Linked DNA regions of Danio rerio: regions 1 and 3 are each linked to region 2. The links are chromatin contacts, called in public Hi-C maps. All regions are on one chromosome and are shown on one strand. Each heading gives the region's core, a stretch centred on a gene start, on an enhancer-like site or on the middle of the called end of the contact. The rest is flanking DNA. Distances are from core to core; before and after follow the strand shown. Region 1 holds the start of fhl3a (four and a half LIM domains 3a). Region 2 holds the start of gnl2 (G protein nucleolar 2). Region 3 overlaps LOC141378234 (a long non-coding RNA gene).

Region 1 (3,788 bases), core at 586-3,085, 240 kb before region 2:
CATTCATATGTCAACTCAAAATATATTAGGTAAATTTCAGTAATATAATCTCTGATGTCTGGACATGCAATTCATCATTTGATGTTTTGATGTGGAGCAATTACTCATTTAAGAGTTTTTTTTTTTTTTTTTTTTGTGGTTGTCTGAATTAATACAAGGAAAAAGTCACATTAATATTGCAAGAGAGTTTTGATATTGTATCTTCTGAGTAGCCTATCATATTTCAAAGATGACTGAGAAAACAAAACAGATCAAAGAAACACTTACCTCTGTTACAGATGATGACATTTAAGTACCTTAAGTATTTACAGTATTTAGCAAACTCTTGCAAATATCACATGGCAATAATTCGTTCAGGGGTGGCATGGTGGCTCAGTGGTTAGCATTGCTGCCTCACAGCAAGAAGGTTGCTGGTTCAAGTCCAAGCTGGGCAGGTTGGCATTTCTGTGTGGAGTTTGCATGTTCTTCCCATGCTCGCGTGGGTTTTGGGTGCTCTGGTTTCCCCCACAGGCTAAAGGCATGCGGTATAGGTTATTTAAATAAACTAAATTGGCTGTAGTGTACAGTGTGTGTGTGTGTGTGTGTGTGTGTGTGTGTGTGTGTGTGTGTGTGTGTGTGTGTGTGCGTGTGTGTGTGTGTTTGAATGATTGTGCATGGGAGTTTCCCAGTACTGGGTAGCAGCTGGAAGGGCATCCGCTGCGTAAAACATATGCTGTATAAGTTGGCGGTTCAATCAACTGTGTTGACCCTAGATTAATAAAATGACTAAGCCAAAAACAAAATGAATGAATGAAATTGGCCGTAGTGTATGAGTGTATATGTGTGTGTTAGAGAATAACTTTGTATGGGTGTTTCCCAACACTGGGTTGCAGCTGGAAGGTAAAACCAAAGTGACTTTGGTAAAACATATGCTGGAAAATTAGGTGGTTCATTCTGCTGTAATAGAGACTAAGGCGAAGGAAAATGAATGAACTAATAATTTGTTTATCCATTATTGTAGACTGAAACAATGTGTTTTAAATGGTTTTCCTCATGAAGTGTTTAGGTTAATCCAGTGGACATACAGTACACGCATCCCTGTTTAAAAAATCCATATAGATGTTTCATTTCAAATTTAAAATGATTAGCTTCTGTATTTTTCTTTTATAAACTATTTTCAGCAATAGCCCTAATCCGTCTCTTCTTTACACACAGTCCAAACTTATGTCTGTGCACTAAAACATTTCAGATTTACAGTGCATGTTGAACATCTTAATTGTGATTCTTTGCTCAAAAACTGGCTGAAAAGGTCATAAATAATTATAACCGCTGAAGAAATGTAATTTTAGAAGTACAATCATTTTTCTTGAAGCATAAAAGATACTTGAAAAGGAAAAAAAAAAACAAACGATGAACTTTTCTTGACTTTCTACAGCTGAATGTTTCTAGACGAAAACATCGTACAACTGTTAATAATCAACCAACATATATGAGAAAATATCATAATCATCAATTCCGTTTAATAAAAACTACAATATGCTCCATCCCCCCATGAGCAGCTACGTTTACCGAGAGAAAAAAAGTTCATCATCCCCCTCAGATTTGAGTGTCAAGTAACAGGTAAGCAAGCATTTGATCCTCTTTCGTTTACAACAGCCAGATGCTCTTTTGCGCGCTAAAGATAACTGCAGACAAGAAGTCACTGGATAACGAAGCAAACTCAATTTAAGACTTATTGAATGAAACTTTGTTCGAAAAGAAGGAAGACCGTTTTCATCCACTGGGGCGGGAGCTTGTGACTCACTCAACTTCCTCTATAGTAGCGCATGGAAGAGTTGAGCGCGAGCATTTCTCTCATTCGGTGCTTTGAGGGAGAGCCGGACACTTCTGCAGGACTACACATCTGCTGACCAGGCCAACTTAACTGACCCGACTAGGACAGAGTACTGAAGGAGTTTTGACTGGGTAGGTGCGCTAATTCTTCTTTTCTTTCCTGTCATTTAAAGTAAGAAACTCACGTGACAGAGAGCATTATCAACCCGTTTATTATTATTGATAGCCAGCGAGTAAAAATCGATTAACTGTTCGCCTATGAAAGTGTCCATTCATTCATAAAGCTCTCGATGAAGTTGTAGGCAAAACCTGTTGTTCCTCAAATAACTGTTATAACTTGTTTATATTGCATTAACACTCAAATTGCAGTTTCATAGATAGTTCATTGAGGTAAAATCCCTAGGATCACCTGTTGAATGCTTACTCATGTTTGGCTTTGGGTTAAAAATATATTTGCTGAACCAGCAGTAACAGAAATGCCATTCATTCTTCAGTGAGTGAAAGACTATTATATTTAAGCCCTTTCAAGGTCATCTTTAACTCTCCTGTGGTGAACTTTTTGTGCTCCACACACTTGTAATTTTCAGAAGAATCTGGCACACGTGTCAAGACATGACAGTAATTTGTATAAGTTTTCTGACAGCCAAACCTCAAGTCTTTTTGTGCGTGTGCAGAAAACTATTAGAGAAACACACTGAAGATGTGTGCCATGGGGGTCCTGACATATTCTTGAGTTTAGCCAAAAGCAAATCCAGGTTGGAACTTGACTGCTCATCTTTGAGAACAGCTCATCCCAGGACATGTTGCATTCCAAGGCAAAGTGAACGGTTTTTAGTAACCAGCAGCACTGTTTGATGAGGTAATAATATAGACATCTGCTGAGAGTGATAATACGCTATTTCGTAATCTGCTGTGTTTATAGAAAGTAACATTGAATTAAACATGCAACAGGAAATCACATATCAGTGAGTGATGTGACTCATAAAGGCACACCTTGAATGGCTGAAAACTGAAGAGTGGAAATATGTTATCAGTCAATGGGTGAGTCTGCTTTAAAAATCAGATCAGCTGGTGACTAAACTTTTGGCATTGTTTCTCAGCAAAGTTTTGACAAGTCAGACAACTGCAAAACAAATGCAGTGAATAGGTCAGGAAAGTTTGCAAGAAGAACAGAACAGAGTTCACATCTCATTTCCTTTTTCTTTTCTATTTTCAAGCCACGCTGCTGTTACTGGCATCCTGTACACATTGCAGGCAGCCGGTCAGTTGTGTCATGCTCAGTGACTCATTGATTATTTTACTATAAGTTTTATGGCATGTTCTGGCATGCATGTGATTGTGTGTGTATGAGAAAAAAGCAGAGTAGACATCTTTGAGGTGCATCACTTTGCCTTTTTGGTGTATTAAGCAGCCTTTAATGTGCTTACTTCAGAGGCAGATTCCCATACTGTCTGCCGCCAGCGCTCTGCTATTCTTTTCCCATTCATTATTCCAAGAAGAGTTCAGAAGTGCTTGTGGAGAAACCAAATCACACCTTTGAAACTTAAGTTCCATCCTCTCATATACATGCCACAAACTTTATGAGCCATAGTGTGCTGCTCATACTGTATTATGACTCATTTTACTGAGTGCTTCAGGAGGCGATTGTGCAATATGCAGTTCTATATGTCTAAACACATTAGGATATGTCTGTATTTTACTCTCTAATTATAAAGGCACGATAAACAGGGGATTTTTTTTATTTAGTTTTAGAGTGACTTCTATAAATAATTATTAAATTTAAATTTTAGATTTTTTAAATACACTATACCATTCAACAACATTTTTGGGTGAGTTAGTTTGTTGGGGGTGGGGGGGATTCATACTATTATTTTTAAAAATTCTTTGTTGGTTTTAATGAACATACAAATAAAAACAAAAAAGGATATTAGACAAGGGGAGTCATACACATAAATAAATAAATAAATAAAGATACA
Region 2 (3,774 bases), core at 166-2,665:
AAAATATAGGAAACGTGTTTCAGTCAAAGAAAAGAATAATTTCGAGGGGAAAATTTCTGTCTAATTCTGTAATGGATCAAATTAACTGGAAAAACGTTTGGCTCTTAACCTACAAATTTTGTGTTCCCAACAAAGTTAAAGAACTACATTTAAAAGTGTTACACAATATCTACCCTACAAATGAGATTGTATCTTAATTCAGTAATCCCAACTCAAAATGTAACTTAAGCATTGAATCAATTGATCATCTTTTTGTCAAATGCCCACGTTAATATGATTTGGTCTAATTTTTCCATCTATTTTTCATCAAAATGTAAGTTTAAAATTGATTTGTCCATGTGTGATATCATTTGTTACTTTTCTTATGATAAACATAACATAGAATTTATAGGCAATGCATTTATTTTATTGGGTAAATATTATATTCACAAATGTACATTTTCTTCATCATTACCTAAGTTGCAACATTTCTTTGTGACTAAATTGTTTAATTACTACTTTACAAAATGTTTACAGCAAAAAAGTGTTAAAACTATGAAATTTTATAAAGACTTTGTAAATTAATTTGTTAATTTGCCTCTGTACTCTGTTTTTTTTTACTATTATCTTATTTCATTATTATTATTATTATTAATTTTATTTGTTTACAATTGTACTTGATGTCATCCATTTTTATGATAAATATGTTTGTATTGTTAAAACAGTTTTCCAGAGATGGGTTGCGGCTGAAAGGGCATCTGCTGCGTAAAAACATGCTGGATAAGTTGGCGGTTCATTCAGCGGTAGCAATCCCGAATAATTAAAGGAACTAAGTCGAAAAGAAAATGAATAAATGAATGTTAAAACACAAAAAAATCTGTGACATCATTTATGAATTTGGCAATTAAAGGGTTAAAATCCTGTAGTTTTCCAAACAACGTAGTAGCTTTGATCAGGACTGAGGTTGATTAACAGATTTGTGCAAAAATAATTGAAAGAAGTAGTTATCTGATGCATTTTTATAGCAGTTTAATTCAGTGGATGTTTTCATCCCGAACATAACAAAGGGTAGTAAATTTGCCCAGAGTGTATCGTTGAGTGTTTTTTAAATTTCAAAGCATTTTCTTGAAATATGATTTAGCACCAAAAATCATGACAGCTGAAACCATTGGCTTGAACACAGAAAAATGTATGACAAAATTAAGACTCAAAATCAGCCCAGAGTGGATGAAAACATCCCCAACAGTACATTGGCTAACTGTTAACAACAGTATACACTAGTTTAATAAACGAAAACAATGAACGCTATCGCATCTTATTGTGAAACAATACATTTCATCAAGATAAGCTTTCTTCTCAGTGGTGAGGGGGCAAACTCGTCGCGTGGTTGATGACGTATTTCCGGGTTCGTGTAGTTTATTGTAACACGTGGAAATCAACAACGGACTGCAACACTGCATTATTTCTTTTATTTACAGTAATACGAGGGCCCCGGATTAATCGTTTAAGATGGTTAAGGCAAAATTCAAGGGGAAAAGCTCCATAAACACCTCAAACTCCAGTAGTAATCCCGGTAAGTTAACATAAACCACTGATCTGTCTGTCAACTGCTAGTCGGCTAATGCATTAACTGTTAGCCAACTCTAGTTCAGAAAACAATCAAGAATCATTGAGTAACGTTAATTATATCGGTATTTTATAGAGTAATTTTTTTCCACTTGAGGGAAATGTTTCATTTAAATTAATTACGTTACTCGCACTAGATTGCCACAGCAATGTGTACATGTTTACCTCAACTTATTTTGTAAGAAACGTTAATGTTATTGGTTGTAAAGAGAATTGTTTTCCACAGTTTTGTAAGTTGTTTTAAACTATGCAAGATTTAATGTTAGTTTTATTTGTCAAGTCTTTATTTGAGCAGTTATGGCTGTTATACTGTCAACATTCCTGTCATGTAATTGCTGTCGTGTATAAAATGTGATACTTCAGATGTCATTTTGCTCTTAACCCTGATTGATTTCTTGCTCATAGCTAACTTGTATTAAAAGGCAGTCGATTACAATTTTTGTGTTAATGGTACATGACAAGCTTGAAGTGAAATTATATACGCTGAACGTGTTTTTAAGAAATAATTCCTATTTTTATTTTGTAATGATGCGTTAAACTGACCTAAAGGTGCAGCAGGGCTGTACCATATTGCAACAAAATCTGACATTGTGATATTTTACTTTTCTACAATATTAGGTATAATTTCACCAGATTTGAAAACAATAGCTCAATTTGAAAAGAATTCATAATTTTAGATACATTGGGATGATTTTATATTGGAGAGTATCTGCATAAAATACAATAAATCAATCACAAAGATTTGATGGATACACGAGCAATGATACAAATAAAATGCCCCGTGCCTTATGATTTTCTAGATTTGGATGCTTAAATGTTATAATTAAATATAAGACAACACTTTTTAGTTTTCATTGTGTGTAAATATACAAAAATATCATCAATCTTTAAAAAAATGTAGAAACGTAAATTCTTATAACTAACACTCAGTTTAAAAATGCTCAAAGCAAAGGGTCACTGGTCCTAAAAATGCACATACATAATAAATGTTTTGGTAATTTCATGGTTAAACATTGCAGTGACAAATCATAAGTGTTTTCAAATGGTCTATTATAATACCGGTTCAACAATGCAGATCCTGTGATGTGACTATTGCAGGCACACACATTTCGATATCGATGCTGATATGATATATTGTGCAGCCCTAATTTACAGTGTCAAAACATGTATAATCTGCCCTAATAAATAAATGTTGTTATAATGTATAGTGCAGTTTCAAAATGTATTCAGCATCAACTTTGTGCAACGTTTATAATAATAATAATTAATTAATTTTTTTATATAACCTAATGATTATAATCAAATTATTTACTGAAGGTTGATGTTGACAATGTAATGCAATTTGACTTGCTTCAACTTTACAGGAATGATTAACGTATTTAAATAAAAAATGTTCAATTAAACTGTATCATTACTTCAATATAGAACTGCACGTTATTGGAAAAATCTGACATTGCAATATTTAGTTTCTCTGTGATATATAGCCATAGGAATACATATTCACCAGAATGCTTTATTTGGAAAGAAATCATTGATTTAGATTGATTGGGATGATTTTGTAAGGGTGTAAATCATATATAAAAATAAACAAATTACAAGCAATTATTATTATAATAGAGCAGCTAAATTTAAAATTAAATAAACATGCTTTATGGTTTTCCATAGAGTCAAACAGTATTCAGGTACAGAAATTGAATAATGAAATGTTAAAAATAACACTGTATAGTCTTCATTATTATAATTCAGTAAAATTATTCTTCACTAAAGTTACAAATGTACTTTTTTGTGCCTGAATGCTTTAAACTCTTTTGAAATGCCTTGCAAATGATAAAATTACTGTCATCATGGCTGTGACTCCACAAATCTCATGTATTCTCAACTGTTGTGCTGATCCGCTGTAATCCCAAGTTCCCAACTCACTATTGCATATCTTGCGATGTGACTATTGCGGACATGCACATTGCGATATTGATGCTGAAACGATATTTTGTGCAGCCTTACCTCATAACGTTGCCTTATGTTACTGTATAAAATATTTTAATATTACACTATTAAAATTGTCCTTTTAAAAAAGCATTTGCTTTGTGTGTAGACAAGAACAAAAACTTAAAAACATTCCTACTCTAAACCTTTGAACAGTTCATTGTTGATAACAAAACAAAACATTTA
Region 3 (4,086 bases), core at 605-3,104, 130 kb before region 2:
GTGGCCAAGGTGAATTGGGTAGGCTAAATTGTCTGTAGTGTATGTGTGTGTGTAGATGTTTCCCAGAGATGGGTTGCGGATGGAAGGGCATCTGCAGCATAAAAAATGTGTTGGATAAGTTGGCGGTTCATTCCACTGTGGCGACCCCGAATTAATAAAGGGACTAAGCCAACAAGAAAATTAATTAATTAAATTATTATTATTATTATTAATGATTATAGATATTAAAGAGTTGGAATTTTCCAAAATGGTAAATTCTGTCATTGTTTTACTCACCCTTCACTTGTTCCAAACCTGTTTGAATTTCTTTCATCCGTTGAACTAAAAAGAAGATATTTTTAAGCAAGCTGAAAACCTGTAACCATTGACTTTCATAAACAAATAGATCTACCATGGAAGTCAATGGTTTCATGTTTTCAGCTTTCTTCAAAAATCTTCTTTTTCAAACAGGTTTGGATTAAGTGAAGAGAGAGTATATGATTATTATAATTATAATAATAATTTTCAGTTTTGGATGAACTATCCTTTAAAAAGTACTTTCCTCCATTTTTGAACAGTCACCACTGACCAATAGCTATTGTAACATTTGAAAAAAAAAAGAACTGAATAAAAAATCCCTGTTCTAAAGTAACAGGCCTAATTGTTGTTATTTCTAAACAATTTTTATCACTCCATCTGTATTTCTAAATCCAAGGTGAAAATTATCACAAAATAGTGGTTCACTATTTAGCCTAAATCCATCATATTAAACATTAATACATATGCATTAAATATGGCTTTCATCAAATAAATAAATGAATTAATCAATTAATTAAACTATAAAGAAATCTAAAACGTGGAAATGTGGAAATTTCAGAAATTGTTTTGACGACTCAGTTTTATCACTTAAATTTTTACTATAATTTCATTTCACATCAATTTCATTTAATTTGTCAATATCAGTGTTGTCACAGTTTTGTTTAAAGAAAAATATAGGTTATAGGCTACAGAAGGAGTTTTAGTTGATGGAAAACAACCTATTTAAATTTGGTGTATTCTGTGTCTGTTGTTTTGATTTTAATCTGAAGATGATGATTATATAGTATTGATATAGTCAGTGCCCTAATGTATAAGATTTTTTACCACAGTAAATGAAATAGCATTAGGGTCACTAAAAAGGAGAAAAAAATAAGAAATACTGATAGTGGCCACATGTTATTTGTAGGTATGTGTGTTTTAGATAAAAGTGTGCTATTTTATGCTGTGTTTGTCTTATAGCCTAAATCTAAGTTTGTACTTAAAATGATCCTTTTAAAACTCATTTCTTTTTTTTTCCTGACATTATGTAATTATCACTTTTGATTGCTGCTGGTCCAAATGTATCTTTTATAAATGATAAAGCAGACCTACAATGGTGCTAAGAACCTAAAATAAAATGGGTCATAAATATTTTATATAGTTGGGATTTATTTGTTACCAGCCATTCTAAAACCTGCAATCATTGTTAATACAGGCTTCATTTCAATAGTTTCCCAAAAAGTTCTAATATAAAAACGGTAGCTATAGCCCAAAGTATTTGTGACAGCTATCAATTAAGCTAGCCGAAGCCGAGGTTTCCGAATTAGCCGACATTTCTTTTAATTTTCATCATAGTTTTTTTTTAATCAGCTGACATGTCTCTAAATCGACTGGGGTAAGTAAATAACACTTTATATCCATTTGAAAATAATTAAAATTGTTCTCCTTTTAATCCCTTTAGCAGCGCTCCTCATAGTGACATTCTTAGCCGGTGACATGGCGTTCTAAACGTTCCATCTGCATTCTTTAAAGCTCTTGAGTTCTCTCTCAGTTGTGTCAGTTCTCAGTGTTGCTGTTTGGACTTGACCAAGGTAGGTTCTCAAAAAGGCTAATATCAGTTCTTATAGTTGACCACAAGGCGGTGATCTTATGCTGTGGTTGGAAATTCTGTTTACGGCAAAGTACTTAAAGACTGTAAAAGAAAAGAAAAGAAACTTAACAATTTTATTTCTGAAACAAGACAACGTAATACAGTACAAACAAGTAAATAAGCATTGGAAACATTTAATCACTTTTTATATCGTTTAGTCTGGCCATTTCATACAGTCAAAAACATCAGTTTGAGTAGAGTAAATGAACCACAAAATAAAGATATCAGGTACCAAATTCTGTCAAAGAAACATTTTATAAAGCTGTAATATTTACTGTAACAGCGGTCAAATGATATTGATCCAAGGGTGTGGTTGAGCAGCATTGCTGTTCTGCATGCAAGCTGAATAAATGCACACTGGGACTGAACAAATATAGCTATATTTAAATATAAAATTTAAAATTTTAACATTTTTTTATATTTAAATATAAATATAAATATATATATATATATATATATATATATATATATATATATATATATATATATATATATATATATATATATATATATATATATATTTAATTTGTCTAAGTGCTTTTTAAAGACCTCTTTTGAACACAGTACAGAATGAATACAATTCAAAGAGTCTCATTCAACATCAAAAGTATAAAGCATCTAACCTATATACAGTTGAAGTCAGAATTATTAGCCCCCCTGAATTATTAGACCGCTTGTTTATTTTTTCCCTAATTTCTGTTTAACGGAGAGAAGTTTTTTTTTCAACACATTTCTAAACATAAAAGTTTTAATAACTCATTTCTAATAATGGATTTATTTTATTTTTACCATGATGACAGTAAATAATATTTTACTAGATATTTTTCAAGACACTTCTATACAGCTTAAAGTGACATTTAAAGGCTTAGGTTAATTAGGTTAACTAGAAAGGTTAAGGTAGCTAGGCAAGTTACTATATAACAATGGTTTGTTCTGTAGACTATCGAAAAAATTAAAAGGTGCTAATAATTTTGACCTTAAAATGGTGTTTAAAAAATTTAAAACTGCTTTTATTCTAGTCAAAATAAAACAAATAAGACTTTTCCAGAAGACATAATATTACCAGACATACTGTGAAAATTTCCTTGCTCTATTAAACATCATTTGGAAAAAAAATTTAAAAGAAGAAACATTTTGAAGGGGGCTAATAATTCTGACTTCAACTGTACACAATTTGAAATCAACTTGGTAATTTATCAGAAAATACTGAAGTGTTCATTACTTGCACAAAAAAAAACAATAACATATATGTGCCACTTTTTAAAAAACTGTAACAGCATGTAACAAATTGTAACATGTACAAAAAAATATTAATAACGCTTGTTGACATTTCTAATACAAACAAAAATTCTCAACTATTTTATTTCCTTTAAATACATCCTCAAGACCGTATAAGTGCTCTCTAAAAAATCTCAATTACAATTAACATCTAATAGAATTAAGATTCTCACATTTCTCACAAAATTATCTTTACATTAGCAGCATGTTATTTAGATGACTCTGCAATGAGTTTTAAGGAAGACAGTCTGCAATTTCTGGCAGCAATTTCTGACAAATGCGAATCATTTCTTTCCTGGCGTTCTTCTCATCAATGCTTTTGGACACACCATGCAATTTCAATAAGTAGGCTACACTAAATGTTCTAATAAGTTTCATTTATTCATTCATTCATACATTTATTTTCTTTTCGGCTTAGTCCCATTATTAATCAGGGTAGCCACAATGGAATGAACCACCGACTTATTCAGCATATGTATTACGCTATGCAGCGGATGCCCTTCCAGCTATACCCATCACTAGGAAACACCCATACACTCTCATTCACACACATTCACTACGGACAACTTTATCGTACCCAACTTTATGGTCCCTCTGATAAGTTTGACAATCAGAAATGTTTTTTTTGTAATAAATTTACAGTACATACATAAAAACTGGTCTGGTTTTAATGCAAATATCCCAAACTTGTATGTTTTTATATAAACATGGAACCGAGATCGCTGTATTACACATTTTAAATGATAATATTGTTATACAAATTCACAAAAAACACGGTTAAACTTTAAATCTTTAAATGATTATCATCACTAGATTATTATTATTATTATTACTATTTATTTATATCTATCTATTTATTTATTTTATAATATGTCATCAAT

The links. Hi-C and Micro-C count contacts between places; a contact is called where the count stands out from the background.
Region 1: a Hi-C map of hematopoietic stem cells shows a contact between it and region 2, with 4 times the contacts expected there. The contact joins the promoter of fhl3a here to the promoter of gnl2 in region 2. A contact is called at or near these places in 2 of 18 Hi-C or Micro-C datasets (hematopoietic stem cells and an unstated tissue).
Region 3: a Hi-C map of an unstated tissue shows a contact between it and region 2, with 11 times the contacts expected there. The contact joins the enhancer-like site here to the promoter of gnl2 in region 2. A contact is called at or near these places in 3 of 18 Hi-C or Micro-C datasets (caudal fin, hematopoietic stem cells and an unstated tissue) and 1 of 4 datasets of contacts at active chromatin or transcription factors (caudal fin).

Annotation. Positions count from the first base shown.
Region 1 is chr16:36,877,876-36,881,663 of GRCz12tu, forward strand. It overlaps fhl3a (four and a half LIM domains 3a), which reads left to right and starts at 1,836. Exons shown (of 7, transcript XM_068219340.2): 1 at 1,836-1,944.
Region 2 is chr16:37,116,158-37,119,931 of GRCz12tu, forward strand. It overlaps gnl2 (G protein nucleolar 2), which reads left to right and starts at 1,416. Exons shown (of 16, transcript NM_213224.1): 1 at 1,416-1,552. The coding sequence starts at 1,489.
Region 3 is chr16:36,983,162-36,987,247 of GRCz12tu, forward strand. The region is part of intron 1 of LOC141378234 (a long non-coding RNA gene); the gene reads left to right. Among named protein-coding and RNA genes, the nearest start is that of si:ch211-232m19.4, 9.1 kb to the left of the region's middle. Within about 2 kb of position 1,855, at least 3 of the 62 cell types and tissues checked have an H3K27ac peak or open chromatin away from gene starts, as enhancers often do.